3 separate regions of the Zea mays genome follow, and regions 1 and 2 are each linked to region 3. Evidence: chromatin contacts called from public Hi-C and HiChIP or PLAC-seq data. All regions are on one chromosome and are shown on one strand. The core of a region is the stretch at or near the end of the contact, and the rest is flanking DNA. Distances in the headings are between cores, read along the strand shown.

Region 1 (4,040 bases), core at 923-3,422, 250 kb before region 3:
GTGGTGTGAATGTGGAACCAAAAACCAAGGATCAATCCCTCATTTGTACAAAATCTTATTTTATTTTTGCATTAAACGAGAAGGTGACGTGGTACGACTGTTGAAACAATTGCTTTATATAGTAGAGAATCTATAGCACAAAATATTTTTCAATGGAAATTTTAAGGCATGTTTGGTTCTATACATGTTACCAAAAATTATCACATATTTTTATACCGTACTTGCCTTAGGTGTCTAAGGTTAGACGGTCAAATTCTGCGCCACAGTTTGCCACGTCTAAAGGAATTTTTCCACACAAGTAAGACCTATGTAAGAGGAGAAAAATCTTACCACAGCTGTGGCTCGAAATCAAATATATGCTTAACTTAGTCAAACTTACCTAACTTTAGACGTGACTAATTGTGACATGTGAGGCAACAAACAAAACCCCTTATTCCTCTCACTATATTAAAGTGTAAGCTTTTTAAATAATTTTAAATGCATAATCGTGTTTTATAACATATCTAGATAGTGTGCATATCTAAACGAATAGAAAAGGTTTATCTAGTTGAAAAGCTAGAATATGGTAGTATAATTTAAAAGGAAGAAAGTGCAAGTTGATTTTTCATCACATGATAGACTCCGTAAAAGACCCGTTTCTCCATATTTGATTAGATCGAGTTGTCGCTCTCATGTCCTCTGGTGGAGCCACGCGATAGCATCCGCGAAGCACTTCCTGTACCTCTTCATGGCAGCCGGCTGTAGAGAGACCCCAACCTCTATCCCGCCGTTACCATCCCAACTCTCCGCCACCGCCACTGCGCCGGTCCTCGCCACGGACACGACATCCACCTTCGCCGGCCGGCCGAATCCGAAGTCCATATCGTAGACGCGGAACCTCGGCGAACCGGCCACGGTCAGAAAACCCATCGGGATTAAATCCCTGATGCGGTCAAACCACACCTCCACGTTTGATGTCTCGATGTCGCGTACAGCTTCGTCGATGGAGGAGGCGACGGCGGCGCACGCGCTAAAGAACCCGCCTGCGCCGGCCTGGGCCAGCTCGCCTGTTGGTGCCAGCGCGAACGCTGGGCCGACGCAGTTGCCGAGGTACTTGTCCGGCAGGGGAGGCTCCATCCGCGAGCGGTGGTCGACGGGAAAGGCCATGCAGGTCATAGGGAACTCTCCGGCGCCGCTGCTGGCCTCCTTGGCTTGCTGGTAGCACGACCAGACGAAGCCGAAGGTGGCAACTAGAGAGGAGCACCGGGGCGGCGCGACGCCGCGCCTCGCAGCCTCCTCGGCCACAGCGTCCTTGATGCGCTTCAGTTCGTCCTTGGACAGCGCGAACGTAGCGAAGAGCTGGTCGGCGGACATCTTGACGAACTCGTACTCTTCAGTGCTCGGCGCTCCTTGGATGAAGACGTCGTACATGCGCCTTGGGTCGGCGATGAGTGACCGGTCGATGACAGGCGGCGGCGGCGGCGGCGCTTCTGCGCCGGCTCTGCAGGCGACCGCCCAGGTGTGCAGGAAATGCGTGGAGCCCGAGCCGTCGCAGGCGGCGTGGTGCACGGTGACGCCGATGGAGAGGCCGCGGCGCGCGGGAAGGAGCGTGGCCTGGACGGCGAACAGCCCGCCGCGCTCCGGCAGCGGCGGCACGAGCGTGGCGATCTTGGCAACCTCGCGGGGCTCGTCGGTGGCGAGGGCGTCGAAGTGCGCGTCCGCGTCATCGTCGTCGCACTCGGCGACGGTGAAGGTGACGGCGTCACCCGGGCGGTAGTGCAGCTCGTAGCGGTCGGACGTGCCGGGGGTGAGGCGGAGGCGGCCGGCGAGAGGGTAGAAGGCGCGGACGGCCTGGTGCAAGGAGTCCCGGAGTCTGGAGATGATGGCGTCGACGTCAGCGTCGGGGGCGAGGCGGTAGATGAAGAGGCGCTCGACGGGCGGGGAGTGCAGCCAGAAGATGTCCAAGAAGGTGAGCGGGAGCGAGGTCTCCGGTGGTGACGGAGACGGCGGCACGAGGGTGGTGTCGCGGACGCGGACGCGGAGGCGAGGAGACGGCAAGGGAGACCCTACCCCTGCAGGTGGCTGCTGCTGGTCCGGCGACACGGCCATGGCGGCGCAGCGGCCAATGGTATCAACGTCGGACTTGGACGAGCGAGCTTGCGTCAGGCAGTGTGTGGCAATTGGACTGAATAGTTGGACCGATGCCAGATGGTATGGGAGGCCATGTGAGGTTGATATAGATAGGGCTCAGTTCGTCAGTGTTTGCTGTTGCTGCTGGAAAAAATTGCCGCCTCCCCAGCACCAGCAGCCTTCCTGTGAGTTTCGTCTGCTCGCCTACCCGTCGCACTGATCTTCTGGACGGTACGTTGCGTCATCCATGACCACAAAACGTCACCGAATTCACTTTCTTTTTTCGAATAAAGAAAAAAGAGAGAAAACTAGAAACGAACACACATCTTTCTGTTCCAACTATTTTATAATTTATTTGCTGCACCACTTCTAAGGAGTGTTTATTGATATTCATTTTTTTCAGAAGAGATTATAGGTTGTTGGGTTTCCTGACTAAAGTTTAATTCGTGTCACCTTTGGAGCGAACTGCGAAGGCACGCGCACATGTCTCATCTCGATGAAGCCGATCGGCGAAAAAAGGAATCTGATAGCTTCGTTTGAGACCGTTTGTAGAAGGTGTGCACACGCTACACACTCGTGCAGTCGTGCTACACATGCTCTCTGGAACAATCTTTTTTATATATAATAACGAATAACGATACGTATCCGATCATCTTGCTTACGACGCGAGAAAAAAAAAATCAGTTACATGGCTGGGAGTTCGTAGAAATAAATATCAGCTCGCGTAGCAGATCACATCTCGTTTATTACCTCCGGTAATTCTTTACGTTTATCTAGGCTAGCCTGCCTCTGCCTTCCACGGCGAGAGGAAAAGTCTCCCTCCCTTTTCGTTTTCGTCACCACATGACGATACCTCCTCCACCTGTGCTGCTTGACACAGAAAGAAGGGAACAAAATACGTATGATATTTGCCAGATATGGGAATATACTAATATAGAAACTCCGATAATGAGGAAAATCGATAGATGTGGGCCATCTGCCAGATATGCATGGAACCTTCTTTCAAGTACCGTCAATGTCGACCTAGCTGAGCAGTACGTGACTGCGCAGGGAGTAGCTTGCGCAAGTAATATGCTTGCTTTTACAATTGACAAGGTGAAAACTCCGTTCGAAACAACGCATTGTGGCCAAGCCAAATGCGTAGGCCTACTGGCAGATCTGGAGTTCTGGACCTCGGAGAGTCTCAGAGCGAGAGTTTGGCAAAAAGCACTCTTCTTCTTTTACCTTTAATTCTCTAGCTACGTGGCCTGTCACTACTAACGTTTCTATTAGCCTGCACCTAAGCCTTCTAATGGCAAAAAAACTCAACCCACATCCAACCCACACCAAATTTAGTAATTTTGACATCCATCCCACATCCAACCAAAAACATGAGGAAATTAAATCCAATCCACCCAATAACATTATTGACCCTAAACCAATCCATAAGGCTTTGTTCGGTTAGCTCTCAATCCATATGGATTGAGTGAGATTGGATGAGTTTGAATCCTAAACAAGTCAAACTTCTTATCAATTTTTTCCAATCTCATCCAATCCATGTGTATTGGGAATAACCGAACAAGGCCTAATTGGGTGGAAAACCATAGAAAACACGCGGGTTTAGCTTGTTAAGGCAACAGCATACACAGTGACATTGAAGCTACCTGTAAATTTGTCACTGTGTATGATGCTGCTTTAACAAGCTGAACCCATGGGGTTTCCATGAGTTTCCACCCAGTTATGGATTAGTTTAGGGTCAATAATGTTAAGTAAATAAATTATAGTAGAACTTCAGCCAAATTAAGTCGATAATTTATAGTTAAAGGCACATGTTTGGTTAGATGCTAGATTGCATAAAAGCTGCGCATATGCCTTCATGCTCCAGTAAGTCAACAAAGAAATACAGATAATTAAAGAAATGCATATATAGATGCGAGCAGGGGGGCTACCGT
Region 2 (4,036 bases), core at 1,398-3,897, 190 kb after region 3:
TTGATGAGAATTCGAGGAAGCAGCAACCTTATGTGTCTGATGAGAAGGAACATTTGCAGAAACCAGTGTCTCCTGTGGACACTAACAGGACCCAAAAAGATGTTCAGAAGCTTAACAGAAGAGCTGTCCGCCATTTGGAAAAGGAGCTGATGGAGGCAGTGGAACTTGATCTCAACGGCCTACCAAAATTTGGATTTGGCGCAGTCAGATTTCCCGAAGCAGAAGGCAACAAAACAGTTCAACTAAATGTCAAGCCAAATGAGGCCGTGAGAGATTTCCATATTGAAAAAGAGAATGATGAAGTCCTTCATTGTTCACGTTTGCCTGGTGGTTCTGAACACAATGGGGGACATGCAGATTCAGGGCTAAGAGCTCAGGGCCTAGAGAATCAAGGACATCCAGTGAGTCCTCTTAGTGGTAACACTAGAAAAAAGGCTCCTTACACTAAGCTGAATGCTGTAAACATAAAGAATCCTACTGAGAAACAAGCAAACAATGGTTTCTTGCATGATAAACCGCAACATTTAGCTGATCTGGGATACCCGGTGCAGAAAGGACAAGGAGACCCAGAGAGGGCACTTACTATGCTGCCTCCTTATGTTGAACCAAAGTCTAACATGCAACCTGTGAATGATGATCCTGAAAAGCAAACTCCAAGTGGTTACAGAAAGCCCAACATCCCTGGACAAACTGATCACTTGGAAAACAAAAATGTGCTTCGACCTGTTTCTGTCAGAAGGAGAACTGCAAAGCTGCCAGCACCTGTTGATGCTTATGTTGAGGTGCCTAACAATGCGAAGGTCACAAGCCAAACACCCAAAAGTCACAGAAGCCACTCAAGCAGGAGGAATGGTGCTAAAGATGACCAGAACCGGAAATGTAATGGGACTGATGATGTTGGTAGCGAGACGAATGCTCAGATAACTCCAAGTAGCCAATCAAAGCACGTAGGCAGGAGGAATGGAGCTTTAAACCACAAGAACAACTCTGGCAGGTTGATGCAGCGTATGCAACCTGAAGCAGCTGAGACTGCTATTGATTGTGGTAATCTCTTGCCTCGAAATGCAAATGGACAGATGCGACACAACAGCGGGCGCGGTGGAGACATGGATGAGGAGGAAAGGATGATGGACAAGCTTTTGATGCACTATAGCAAGAAAGGTTCGGATCTGACCAACAATGAAACACATACAGATGCTGCGCAGAAGGTTTCCTTGCATCCCACGGGTAGAGCTATCTCGCTACCACCTGAATCTGTTGGCCCGAGCAAAGATGCGAAGGTTCCTGCTCGATGCACATCACTTCAGCCGGAAGGTCCTAGGAGTGCGCATGTTCACCCAAAAATGCCAGACTTCGATGAATTGGCTGCTCGGGTCAAGGCTCTGAGGAAGGCTTGAGGTGGCATAACATGATCTCTGGCTTGTGTACACGTTCTTTCAGCTGAAGAGTTGATCCTTGGTTGACAGTTCCCTGCAAGACACAACCACACAGAGTCGTGCTTTGATGTGCAGTTCCTATTAGAGATTAAACAGATTTGTGTATGAGTTTACTCTTTTTTTTGTCTGTTAGACGTTTTTTACAGTGCTCTTGTTATAGGTTTTACTTCAAACCAGGTGTTTGTCTAGGGTGTTTGTCTAGAATAGGAGCACTGGTTTCAGTTAACACGATATATATAATAGGATTGATAGGGATCCCATTGCTTTTTCTTTATTTGATTGGTAGGGATTTGATTGGATATAATGTACCTGGAAATCGCATTGGCTAAAATGTGTAAATGATGATAAATTTGCAGGGATGCTTTCTCTTCAACTGCTTATATAGATCTGTACGTTTGTTTGCTGGAGGTACACTTTTCCCGTAACGCTGAATAATTTTGTCTGCGAAATTTTGTCGGATTGTTAAAACTTGTCGTTTAGCTGTAATGCCTTGACTTGAGAGGTGAGGTAAAGGGTCAGCATTGCAATTCAAGTTTCCTGCTACAAATTTCAAGGTGAATTTTCTCCGAACAATGGAGTCCACTTCCCCTCTCTCTAGCTCTAGCTAGGCAACCGAATCTACTAGCAGAGGCAGCGCATGACGCCGACGACGAAGCTGGCGATGCAGTCCTGTCCGCGGCCGTGGAGCGCGTCGTCTCGGACGAGGCGCTCCAGGCCCCGGTTCCTGGGCAGTGCGCCGGCGCGGTGCAGGATCGTTGCCACCGCGACCGCCGGCCCACCTTCCACCACGCGCGCCGCGAACCGAACCACCGGCCTGAGGAACAGCGGGAGCAGGGCCTGCACGAGCACGAGTGTCGTCAGACAACATAAGGCCTCGCGTCGCGTCTTCAGCAGCACAGCCAAGAAGACACATGTATACAGACGCTCACCATGAGTTAGCGGTGTCTACTGGCAATGTCGCAGCTGGATGGAGGCGTCAGGCTTCGCCAATTGGCAACGAAGATGGCGACACCTCTAGAGCGGCGGGCGGGCGGCCGGCCGAAATGCAGGCTACTTGAAGGCGACGGCTCTTGGCCAGAGCTTCACGGGGGTGTGTGTAAATATAAATATACACGGGAACGGGATCAAAAGCCTGAGCCGGCGAACGCATGCAAGGCGTGGCCGCGTGGGCCGTGGCCGTCAGAAGTGAGATGCATGCGCGCGTATCCCCATGGCGACGCAAACCGGGTGGCGGTGGCTGTGGCACTGGTTCGGTTCGTACTGGTCCGGGGGGCGCCCACCGTGCCGGCCGCGCCGTACTACGGACAAGGAACGGGCGGCCTGGGCTGCTGCGGAACTACTACGCTACGCCATGCCTTTGAGAATCTCGCGGGGGGCATTGCGCATCTGCCTCTCTGCGTGCCGTGCAGCCCGCCCATGCCGGCCGTCACACACCCGTCGCGTCTCCTTTTCGGCGTCCGTGTTCCTCGTAGCCACCCTGCGACCTGCGTACAGCAGCAGGCAGCGGGGTTGGTTTTCCGTCCACATTTTTCATTCATTCCTTGGAGGTTTCGTACAAAATCATGGATGTGTGTACTAGGACTTTCGATGGATATACATGTACGCCGTACCGTCCACGTACGGTGACTGACTTGTCTGGGACGTCCAAAATGGAAGTCTGGAAAAACTTTGGATAAGTATACAGTAGTCACATGAACAATGCTGAACGAAGATTTTAACAGGAAGCAGTTTCTGGCCTGCACTGCGCACACCACAGTCCACACGCGCGCGGCACCAAAAAAGAAAAGATAAATTACAGCACATTCTGGGCCGAAAGAGCCCATGCGACGACCAAAAAGGTCATTGTTCATGGCCCATCAGCCGCGTACCAGAAAAGGCCTGGCCCATGTTTCCCTGACCAAAAGATTCCCACTTGGACGGGCTCGCGTCTCGCGCACGCAGCTTTCTACTGCCATCCTCCGTGTATGTATATATCGTCACGCGCGAGCCTTGTCACCCGTCTTCTCTCCGCCTCGCGCACCCGGTTCCGCGTGCCTTTCCCCACCTACTCTCGCGGCTCTCGCCAGCCAGTCTAGGGTTTCGGTCCCGGCGTGCTTATCCGCCCCCGCCGGCCATGTCGAAGCAAGGTGCGTTCCTATCCTTGTTGGATCCGGTCATTGTTTGGTGCCGATTGGTTGGGTTTTTTTTTGCCTATCGAGGGGGTCTGACGAGACGGCCGGGTCCGGGCCGGGGTGGGTTTTGCTTTGCAGGAGGGAAGGCCAAGCCGCTGAAGGCGCCCAAGGCCGACAAGAAGGAGTACGACGAGGTATGCTGGACTTTGCTTTCGTTTCATTACGCTGTCCTCGATTAGCGATCTGCGCCTATGACATGCCTAACCGTAGGCGTAGAGTATGGGTAGGGTTTGACCGTGTCAGGTCTTTGTTCGTTTACACCAATCCAGCTCTGTATTAGCATGGATTGGAATTAAATCCATGTCACAATCCATGCCCTAAAATAATCTAAGCCTACTCAATTTTTTTATTCGGTTAAACCCATCATGGATTATAACCAAAAGGTTTGGAAATTTTTTAAACTATAGGAGGCATGTATTCTATCCATAG
Region 3 (3,980 bases), core at 1,020-3,519:
CAGGCGGTTGAAAGATGACTTCGATCTGCAACAGAATGAGGGATTGATTGTCAGGCGATGTGAATCATAGTGGTCAATGTCTCTTGGGGCGTTCATTGCCATCCATGCTTAGCCATTGTTATATAACTTTATGCATAAGAATCATAGAGCCATTGCTCAAGCTTTCACCAGACATCTGATTATGTAAAATCGACAAAATAGTGATGTTAGTGTTAAAGAATATACTGTGATGTTGTTTCTTCAAATGAGTATTTATTCGTTTGGAACAGCTGGAGAATGTGGGTTTGTCAATTATCAGCCCATGAAGAATATTTGGACCACCGTGGGGTGTTGTCCTGAGCATGGCTCCTTGTTTTGATTTTATAATGTCATGTATGTTGTGGCGCTGCAAAATCTGCTGTGATATGTTGCAAATATATTTTTGAAAGACGAACTTTTGAGAAATTAATTTGAAATAAACTTGTCCATCTGAGATTGGAGAATAATGTTCTTCTGTCCAGTCTAATAAGCATTATAATAACACTGTAGGTTCGCATGAAAAAGAAAAGGATCCTTGCAGGTTTCCTAAATTTGGATTACAAATCACACGGACAGCGTGCCCCAGTTAGGACGATCTTTCTTCGCCCGAATCAGATGCAGACACTCGTAGATCAGCCCTGTGAACGTATATACACACTCTATCTCTATAAAAATATTGAACTTATAAATCTTTCTATAAACATGTTAAAAACATTTAGCTTATAAATATTGAGATTGACGAAATTAATATAGATACATGGCCAAAACTATTAGGACGTTTGGTTCGAGGAATAAAGCGATCCATCACCATTTCACTCTACTGTTTTTTATGGAATAGACTAAATTAATCCATCACTATTCTATTTCTCAAAATATATTTATTAATTATTAGTACTAGTATAAGAAATTAGATTTTCTACTAAATTTAAAGAATAGACTTACTCTATATTTCGCGAATGAAACACACCGTAGTTATGTATTAAAAAATTGAACGTAAATGTAGTTATGCATATCTAAATTGAGCATAACTTTGTGCAGGAGCTAGGGCTGACCATGAGCCTTAGATTTTACATTACAAGATTTAAGGATCAAAATTGGATTGGTATCGTGCTCTAAATTTATTAATTTTAGACTAAATTAATATTTAGGATCTTAATAAATTATGAAGAAATATTTGAATTGTGATTCATTACTAGTAGCGCGGTCATCTGTACTTTATTGAACTATGGAATTTGGACTATACAGATTCTAGGAATTATGACCAGAGCTAGTCTGTACAAACATGGCTTCTTTATGGTCATTCGGGACAAAACCCCTGAACCGACGCTAAGGGGGTGTTTGGTTCTGTGGACTAAAGTTTAGCCCGGGTCACATCAAGCGTTTGACTTTCAAATAGGAGTATGAAATATAGACCCAACCAACTGTACTAGATTCGTCTCACTTTTTAATCTTTAGCTGAGAAATTAGTTTTATAATCCGATTACATTTAATACCCCAAACGGAGGTTCAAACATTCGATGTGATAGAGACTAAATTTTAGAGGGGCAAACCAAACACACACTAAGCACGAAAGTCAAACGCAGCTGGCACAGACCTGAAATCCCGCCGACGCCGGCAGCTGCCTATCTCAATCATTGAAAACGTGAGAAACACAAATCACTACCACACCTCTCAAGCAATTTATGTTTTTTTTATATCTTCATAAAATAAAAACACAAAATGACGACACGCGACACGGCAACACGCCGTCACGAACGCGCGAGTGTGTCCGGCGACCGACCCGCGGCCTGCTCCCGTACTCCAGCCCAATCCCAATCCCAATCCCAATCCCAATCCAACCTGTCCCGCCTCCCGCGCATGCCGCGCCGCCGACCCCGTCCGCGGCCTGCGGGTTCGGCATCCCGCCCCCACCTCCTCACCAAACTCCCCCAACCCGATCCCTCCGGACCGCGCCGCGCAGACGCGCACGCCTTGCATTTGGCTTCTTCGCGGCTTCAGCAGCGACCGCGTCCCCGCCCCCGTCGGGCACCAACCCAGCCCAACGCTCTCCCCCCTGCTCCTCCCCTTTTCCTCTGCCCACCAATTGATAGCTCACCTCACCTCCGCGCCCGTTGTTTCGTGCACCGTACTTCACCTCCCACCAACCTCTCCCCCTCAAAAACTATCCACCCCTCCACGGCTCCACCCCTACCCGCCGACGAGCGCGATCGATTGATTCGGTTCGAGCCGGGCGGAGGAGGAGGGAGCGCCGCGGGGCGGGGTGAGCCCACCAGATCCGACTACCGCAGCGGCTATGATGAAGTCGCTGCTGCCGCAGAGCCAGCTGCGGCGCTCGGCGGCGGCGGCCGCGCGGTCGTCGGCGGGCGGCGCCGCGGGGGCAGACGGGGCTATGTCCGACGGCGGCGGCGCGGGGCCGCGGGCGCCCGCCTCCTCCACCTTCTGGTTCCTGCTCCACGCGCTCTGCTGCCTCATCTCGCTCTTCCTCGGCTTCCGCTTCTCGCGTCTCCTCTTCTTCCTGCTCTTCTCCACCACCGCGCTCTACCGCTCCAGCACCTCCTCCTCCTCGGCCGCGGTCCTTCGCGCCACCACCACGACAACCACCACCACGACCACCACGACGACGACGACCAACACCTTCACGCTCTCCTTCGCCGCCGCCAACACTCCCCCTTCCACCCCCGCTAACCGCACCGCGCTGGATGTGGCCGACAAGGGGGCGGCGTCCGGGAACCCACAGAGTCACGTCGTGGTGGGGAGGCACGGGATTCGGATCCGGCCGTGGCCGCACCCGGACCCCGTCGAGGTGATGCGGGCGCACCGGATCATGGAGCGCGTGCAGGAGGAACAGCGCCGCTGGTACGGCGTCAAGGAGCCGAGGCAGGTGCTCGCCGTCACCCCGACCTACTCACGCGCGTTCCAGGCGCTCCACCTCACCGGCCTCCTCCACTCACTCCGCAACGTGCCGTACCCGCTCACCTGGATCGTCGTCGAGGCAGGCGGCACCACCAACGCCACGGCGTCAATGCTTGCGCGCTCTGGCCTCACTTTCGTTCACATCCCCTTCCCTGACCGCATGCCCCACGACTGGGCCGACCGCCACGCCACTGAGAACCGGATGCGCCTCCACGCCCTACGGTATGTATGGTTCCCTTACTACTTCCTCAGCTAGCTAGCATAGTATTTATGGAAAGACGGCGGTTGATGAAGGACAGGTTTCCTTGCGCAGCGTGATCCGCGAGAGGAAGATGGATGGCGTAGTTGTTTTCACCGACGACAGCAATGTTCATAGCATGGAGCTGTTCGATGAGGTGCAGAAGGTCCAGTGGATGGGTGCTGTATCCGTCGGAATCCTTGCGCATACTGGCACGGCAGACCAACTACGGCTCAGCGAGGAGGACAAGCAGAATATGCCTCTTCCAGTCCAGGGCCCTGCTTGCAACTCCTCAGGGCATCTGATTGGATGGCACACGTTCAACTCATTGCCCTTCTCTGGGAAGACGGCCACAGTTGTTGGTGAAGCAGCCCCTGTTCTGCCCAGGGGTTTGGAGTGGGCTGGTTTTGTGTTGAACTCAAGGATGCTGTGGAAGGAGGCTGACGGCAAGCCTGACTGGGTGAAGGATCTTGATGCTGTGGGCGAGAATGGCGAGGAGATTGAGAACCCACTTACTCTGTTGAATGATCCGTCCTCTGTTGAGCCACTGGGCAACTGTGGGAAGAAGGTCCTACTGTGGTGGCTTCGTGTTGAAGCACGGGCTGATAGCAAGTTTCCTGAAGGGTGAGTTTTTTTTTTACATTCCAAGTTTTTGTTACCAGCTATGCTATTGGGGAAGTTTATTTTGTTAGATTCAAGATTCAGACATCTAGACTCATCCCCCCACCTTGTTATAAGTTAAGTTAGGCCTTATCTGACTTAGCTAGGTTCACGGCTCAAAATCTCCAACGAATGCATGTGGCAACTGGAT

Evidence for each region. Hi-C and Micro-C count contacts between places; a contact is called where the count stands out from the background. HiChIP or PLAC-seq counts read pairs in DNA pulled down with a chosen protein or histone mark.
Region 1: a contact with region 3 is called in an H3K4me3 HiChIP or PLAC-seq map of leaf, with 4 times the contacts expected there. The contact joins the promoter of LOC100274392 here to the promoter of LOC606446 in region 3. A contact is called at or near these places in 3 of 25 Hi-C or Micro-C datasets (bundle sheath, endosperm and leaf) and 2 of 3 datasets of contacts at active chromatin or transcription factors (leaf and seedling).
Region 2: a Hi-C map of endosperm shows a contact between it and region 3, with 5 times the contacts expected there. The contact joins the promoter of LOC118472008 here to the promoter of LOC606446 in region 3. A contact is called at or near these places in 4 of 25 Hi-C or Micro-C datasets (ear, endosperm, leaf and 1 more).

The regions. Positions count from the first base shown.
Region 1 is chr5:52,008,480-52,012,519 of Zm-B73-REFERENCE-NAM-5.0, reverse strand. It overlaps LOC100274392, which reads right to left and starts at 2,172. Exons shown (of 1, transcript NM_001148752.1): 1 at 329-2,172. The coding sequence starts at 2,088. The coding sequence ends at 670.
Region 2 is chr5:51,565,822-51,569,857 of Zm-B73-REFERENCE-NAM-5.0, reverse strand. It overlaps LOC118472008, which reads right to left and starts at 2,647. Exons shown (of 2, transcript XM_035959033.1): 1 at 2,366-2,647; 2 at 1,932-2,273. The coding sequence starts at 2,368. The coding sequence ends at 2,058. It overlaps LOC100303964, which reads left to right and starts at 3,346. Exons shown (of 4, transcript NM_001364704.1): 1 at 3,346-3,562; 2 at 3,686-3,741. The coding sequence starts at 3,550. It overlaps LOC103628194, which reads left to right. Exons shown (of 6, transcript XM_020538379.2): 6 at 1-1,836. The coding sequence ends at 1,397.
Region 3 is chr5:51,759,384-51,763,363 of Zm-B73-REFERENCE-NAM-5.0, reverse strand. LOC606446 (glycosyltransferase) reads left to right here and starts at 2,269. Exons shown (of 3, transcript NM_001310741.1): 1 at 2,269-3,153; 2 at 3,245-3,793. The coding sequence starts at 2,312. LOC100384394 reads left to right here. Exons shown (of 16, transcript NM_001362356.1): 16 at 1-264.